Regions from separate parts of the Pan troglodytes genome. Here region 1 is linked to region 2. Evidence: chromatin contacts called from public Hi-C data. All regions are on one chromosome and are shown on one strand. The core of a region is the stretch at or near the end of the contact, and the rest is flanking DNA. Distances in the headings are between cores, read along the strand shown. Region 1 holds the start of PREX1 (phosphatidylinositol-3,4,5-trisphosphate dependent Rac exchange factor 1). Region 2 overlaps PREX1 (phosphatidylinositol-3,4,5-trisphosphate dependent Rac exchange factor 1).

The links. Hi-C and Micro-C count contacts between places; a contact is called where the count stands out from the background.
Region 1: a Hi-C map of stem cell-derived neural progenitor cells shows a contact between it and region 2, with 1.9 times the contacts expected there. The contact joins the promoter of PREX1 here to the enhancer-like site in region 2. A contact is called at or near these places in 1 of 7 Hi-C or Micro-C datasets (stem cell-derived neural progenitor cells) and 1 of 1 datasets of contacts at active chromatin or transcription factors (stem cell-derived excitatory neurons).

Annotation. Positions count from the first base shown.
Region 1 is chr21:55,106,193-55,108,892 of NHGRI_mPanTro3-v2.0_pri, reverse strand. It overlaps PREX1 (phosphatidylinositol-3,4,5-trisphosphate dependent Rac exchange factor 1), which reads left to right and starts at 1,445. Exons shown (of 40, transcript XM_016938084.4): 1 at 1,445-1,813. The coding sequence starts at 1,595.
Region 2 is chr21:54,945,518-54,948,217 of NHGRI_mPanTro3-v2.0_pri, reverse strand. All of the region lies in intron 14 of PREX1 (phosphatidylinositol-3,4,5-trisphosphate dependent Rac exchange factor 1), which reads left to right. Among named protein-coding and RNA genes, the nearest start is that of PREX1, 160 kb to the left of the region's middle. Within about 2 kb of position 1,282, at least 5 of the 24 cell types and tissues checked have an H3K27ac peak or open chromatin away from gene starts, as enhancers often do. A contact at or near this core is called in stem cell-derived neural progenitor cells, where this site is marked.

The DNA of each region.
Region 1 (2,700 bases), core at 196-2,695, 160 kb before region 2:
GAAGCCACCCCATTCTCTCCCTGTGTCCTTAGGCACTTACAGTATTGAGAGGCCAATGGGAGAAAAATCCTAGGCTTTTGGAACAGGGATAAATAAGCAATGTTTCTGTCCATAAAATGACTACAGTCTAGAGGCGGATACTATGTGGATCACTTTATCCCCTGCAGAGATGATACAATCTCTGGTCCGGAAACACGGGTGATTAGGGATTGTATGGGCCATTTGAGAGTGGGGCCAGGCTTAGAGGGCCGTTCACACATGCAATAATAGTAAGAACAAACATTTACAGAGAACTTTCTAGGTGTTGGGCTTCACACATGCAATAATAGTAAGAACAAACATTTACAGAGAACTTTCTAGGTGCTAAGTACTTCCCGTGGAACCCCGGGCAGGATCTTGGAGCTAGGTACCATGACCGTTCCCGTTATACTGATGAAAACACTGAGGATCTTGAAGCAAGGAAACCAGCCCAAGGCCACCCGGCCAGCAAGTGGGGAGCTAGGATTTGAACCTGAGCAGCTGACTCTAGGCCCCAGAGCTTCCTCCCCTCTCCATACCTTCCGATAAGAGGGGTGATGATCAACATCGCCCAGAGCAACCTGACAAGAAGCTGGGTTTCCCAAGGCCTTATCCCATGGGTTGGGTGGATGGAAGGGGGAGCAGCAGGGTACCTGCCACTTGATCAATAACTCAAGAGCAGGTAATAATTTCTTCTGGGAAAGGTGGAAAGGGCAGGGTCAGGGGGCAAAGAAGTTCAGAAAGAAAAGGAAGGAAGGAAAGAGAGAGATGGGAAAGGAAACGGGAAAGAGAAAAGTGAGAGCGAGCGCGCGCCACGCATGTTCCTTCCTAAGGTCGTGGTAGCACCGAGGGCACCGCGAGGGCCCGGCGTTCCCGGGAGGGGCCGTCACTGCCCAGGCAGCGGCCGCCCCTGACTTCCCGGGGCCGCGGGGGCGCGCGTGGCGGGGCCGGCTTGCCCCCGAGCGGCTCCGCAGCGAGCTTTCCCAGCCCGGTGTTTACTTGGCCCGAGCAGCGGCCGGACCTGCAAGCAGGAGCCTGCGCGCGGCGGGTGTAGCGTGTGCCGGGTGGGAGTGGCGTAGCCCGCGGTGACGGCGGGTTGGGGGGCGCCACGCGTCCGGGCGCGGAGTTGGTACGCTCGGTTCGGCGTGCGCGCGGCCTCGGACTCCCGGCTCCGCGGGGCCCTTCCGGAGGCTCCCGCCCGACCCCCGAGCTTCCGACGGAGGCGCCGAGCGCCGCGCCGCGTCCCCAGGGGCCCCGTGCACGCGCAGAGCGCCTCTGCGGCCGATCGCGGCGTGGCACTTGGCAGACGGTCCCTGGCGCGGGGGCGGGGGGCCAGCCGTCTGGGAGCCCCCGAGGGCCGCCCCCTCCCGCCCCTCGCCCGGCCCCCGCGCGCTGCCTCCGCCCCCGGCCCAGCCGCCCGGCCCCCAGTCCCGCCCGCCGCGCCGGGAGCCCGGCCCGCCGCTGAGCCCGGCCCGCCGGCGTGCCCCGTCCGGGATGGGGCGCCTGGACGCCTGAGTTGCCGCTCGGCGCGACCTCCGCGCGGGGGAAGGAGCCGGCGCCGCGCGGCCGCGCTAGAATGGAGGCGTCCAGTGGCAGCGAGCCCGGCGGCGACGGGGCCGGGGACTGCGCCCACCCGGACCCCCGGACCCCTGGCGCCGCGGCGCCCAGCTCCGGCCCCGGCCCGTGCGCGGCCGCCCGGGAGTCCGAGCGCCAGCTGCGCCTCCGCCTCTGCGTCCTCAACGAGATCTTGGGTACCGAGAGGGACTACGTGGGCACCTTGCGCTTCTTGCAGTCGGTGAGTGTCGCTCGGGAGCTTGGGGACAGCTTTCCCTCCAGCCGCTCGCCCCGCTGCGGTCCCCACAACCTGTGGCCGTGGTCCCCGTGGGTGGAGAATTGCCTCGGGGGCGCCCCGCGGGGCGCGCGGAAAGCGGGGGGGATCCGAGCTCCTCCAGAGCTGTCGCGTCGCCTCCCTGCCTGGCCGGCGCACGGTCCTGCTCCGACCGGGGCTCTCCCGCACTCCACTTCCCCGCGGCGCGCGCTGCCCTTTTGTCTTTTCTTCCCCGTCCCCGCCTTTCAGATAGTTTTAAAATTAGTTACATCCGCGATGCAGGGGCTTGGGGACCCCGGCGGCTCCGGGAGCTGGCGCTCCTGCGTCTTTTTCCCAGGAATAACTTCGCGCCCGGTGCACCACTCATCTAGGACAGACCGTAGGAGCCCCAGAGCCCAACGTCCCTGCGCGTTGATGGAGTAGGATAAAACCTGAAGCTCAGAGGAGGGGCGGGGATTGACAGAACCCCAGGGTAGAATCCCCCATGCACAGGTTTTTGCTGGAGTTCGGGGAGAGTGGGTTTCGAACTCAAGACTCGGCAGTCCAGGCTCCCTAACTGCATCCACCCCCACCAACTCCCCATCTCCAAGTGCAAAACCACGGCCTCAGACTTTGTAAAATAACAACCGAGCACTTACTATGTGCCAGACACCTTACATGTGTCATTAATTAGCAGGTTTAACCTTCACAGGCGGTCTATGAAGTAGGGACGAGTATTTCCCCCATTTTTAATTAAAAAAAATTTTTTTTTGAGACGGAGTCTCCCTCAGTCACCCAGGCCGTAGTACAGTGGCGCAATCTCGGTTCACTGCAACCTCCACCTCCCGGGTTCAAGCAATTCTCTTGCCTCAGCC
Region 2 (2,700 bases), core at 33-2,532:
TCCACCCCACTTTGCCTCTTCCATCTTCATTCCTCAGTGGTTCTCTCCAGTGAAAAAATAACTAATCAGGAACAGCTGACATTTATCAAATGCTGCCTGTGTGCCAGGCTTTGGGCCGAGGGTCTTGCACAGAGTGTCTCATTCAATCCTCACGAGAACTTGGTGGGATGGAGACACTCTCCCCACCACTATAGACAGAGACCGAGACAGGGAGGTGAGTTCAGAATCAGTTTCCAAACTAGGTCCTCTCTTCTCCCTTCTTTCTGTCCCTCCTCCCCTCTCCCATCACATCCCTTTTCTTCCCTTCCTTCCACTTTTTGTGCCCCACCAAGTAGGAGACTTTGAATTTTGATGTGGGATGATGAGGTGAACATGGCAGGCAGTGTCCCTGCCCGCATGGAGCTTACACCCGGTGGGCAACAGACCTTAAGCAAAATGTATACATGGGTGAGTTAATTTCCCAGATGCCTTGCAGGGTACTGAGTGTGTGTGACTGGTGAGCGTTTATTGAGAGGACGGGTGGAGGAATGTTTGGGGGGCTACTTTCAGGTAGTTAAGGATGGGACTCTCTGAGGAGGTGGTACGGCCCTGAGACCTGCAAAGCCGGGGCAGGGCATTCCAGGTGTGCAGGAAAGGATGAGTGCAAAGGCCTTGAGGTGTGCAGAGGGCACCTGGGGGTGGGCAGGCGGGTGTTGGGGTCAAGGCAGGGAAGCATGGTGGGGGAGGTTGCAGGGGTCTCGTGTGCAGCGGCTTCCTCTGGGAGAGGAGAAATTGCATCCTTCCCAGAGGGCTGCAGGGAGGTGGCAGGGCTTCCTGTTCAGGTGGCACATCGGGGCCTTCTGTATCACTGTTGACCTGAGAGTCCCTGCTGGCCTAGCTTTAGGAGCTCCAAGACCCTGTGGGGAGGCTGGGACTGTGAGCGCCTCAGAAGGCCAGGTGGCTCCAGCTGCCTGCCGGGCCTCCCATCTGCAGAGCTAGGGCCTGCCGCCATTGGGCCCTGCTGGCCTCCCCACCGCCGGCCCCTCACGGCGTGGGGGTGGCTGCTTTGGATATGGCCTCTCATAGCCACCTCCCCTGGCAGGGTTCCCAACCCGCAGGCCCTCCAGCTACTGGCTTGGGGTCCTGTGGGAGAAATGTGTCTTTATGGAGTCAGCCAGGGCAGGCAGTGTGGTGAAATGTCAAGGCCAGAGGCTCTGCCCCAGGCCTTCTGCCCAGGGCTGAGTCCTGCTGCCTCTGAATAGCACCCCTGTCTCCTCTGGTTGGAAAATCCCCTCTGGCTGTGGATGGGAGGGGAAAGGCGGGGCCTCTCAGGGCTCCTCATTCTGGGAGGTGTTTCAGTGAGACGAGGTGGTGCCTGTGGCTGTCTCTTTGGAGTTCAAGCTCATTGACCTGGCTGCAAGCTCCTATACAATCTGGCCCCTGCTGACCACTCCTTTATTAAATCAGCAGACAGCTATTGAGCAGGGACTCTAGGTCAGCCCCGTTCCCAGCACTTAGGATTGAGCGGGGACATAGCAGTGCCGGCTCCTGGCCCCCGCGGGCCTGACTCAGCTTGTCCTCCTCTGGCCGGCCGTGCTGCCTTCTGGTTCCTCTGCGCTCCAAGCTGCTGCCCATCTCCAGACCTCTGCCCCTGCTGTTTCCTCTGCTTGACAGTCCCTCCTACCTGCACATGCACGTGCACACACACACACGTGTCACACACTTGGCCTGGACGTATTGAGTGTATTTGGGTTGCAAGCAACAGAAACAGGCCCTGGCTAATTGAAGGGGGAATAAAAAAGGATGACTCATTGAAGGGAGGTGGGGCACTCAGAAAGTCAGGGCAGGCCTAGGAGGCCTTAGGAAGAACTGGCACCGGGAAATGCTGAGAAGCTAGCACTTGGAGGCTCTGTCCAGCACACCGCTGTGGGGGACAATCAGCGCTGCTTTTCCTTGTCCTTGGGGTCCTCCACTCAAGTGTCATGTTCTTGGGGCAGGGAGCATCCGTTTGGCCTCAGCCTGGCCTAGGAGGGCTGCAAACCTTGATCAACTGCCCCACCAAGATGACATCCCACCTGGGAGAGTTGGCCCCAAAGGCCAAACCTGCAGGGTCCAGCACACGAGCCGTGCCTCATTCTTCACGTTTCGGGTTGGATGTCACTTCCTTGGGGAAGTCCTGAGATGAGTCACATTGCCTTGGTTCAAATTGTATCAGTTTGGAATATTTTCATTTGCCAGGATAACAAACCCAACTGAACAGTGGCTTACAGAGATGCCACCTATCAAGAAGCATGGAGCTAGGTGGTTCCAGGGCTGGTTTGTGGGCTCAGTAGCAGACAGAAGAATCTTCCATTCTTCACCCCACCATCCTGAGCATCACTTCCTCACATGACTTTATCCCAGGCAGGGAGGAGTGGTGCTGCTTTTCCCTTTTACCTGGAGGGGAAGGTGTTTTTCAGAAGCCCCTGGTAGGCTTCCCCAGTCATCTTAGTAGCTGGTGCTTGGTCAGTTAGCAATTGAACTTGATTTCTAGTATTAGAGACACAATTATGGAAGCTGAGCCAAATTAGGGTTTGTGTTTCTGTAGCATGAGAGAAGTCCAGAGGTGGGTGGTTCAGAGCTGCTAGAGTGTCTCCTGATATCTTTGGGGACCACACTCTCTGTGTCTTTCTGCTCTGCCTTCCTTAGTGCATTTCCAGCCATGAGGGCACCTTGTAGTCT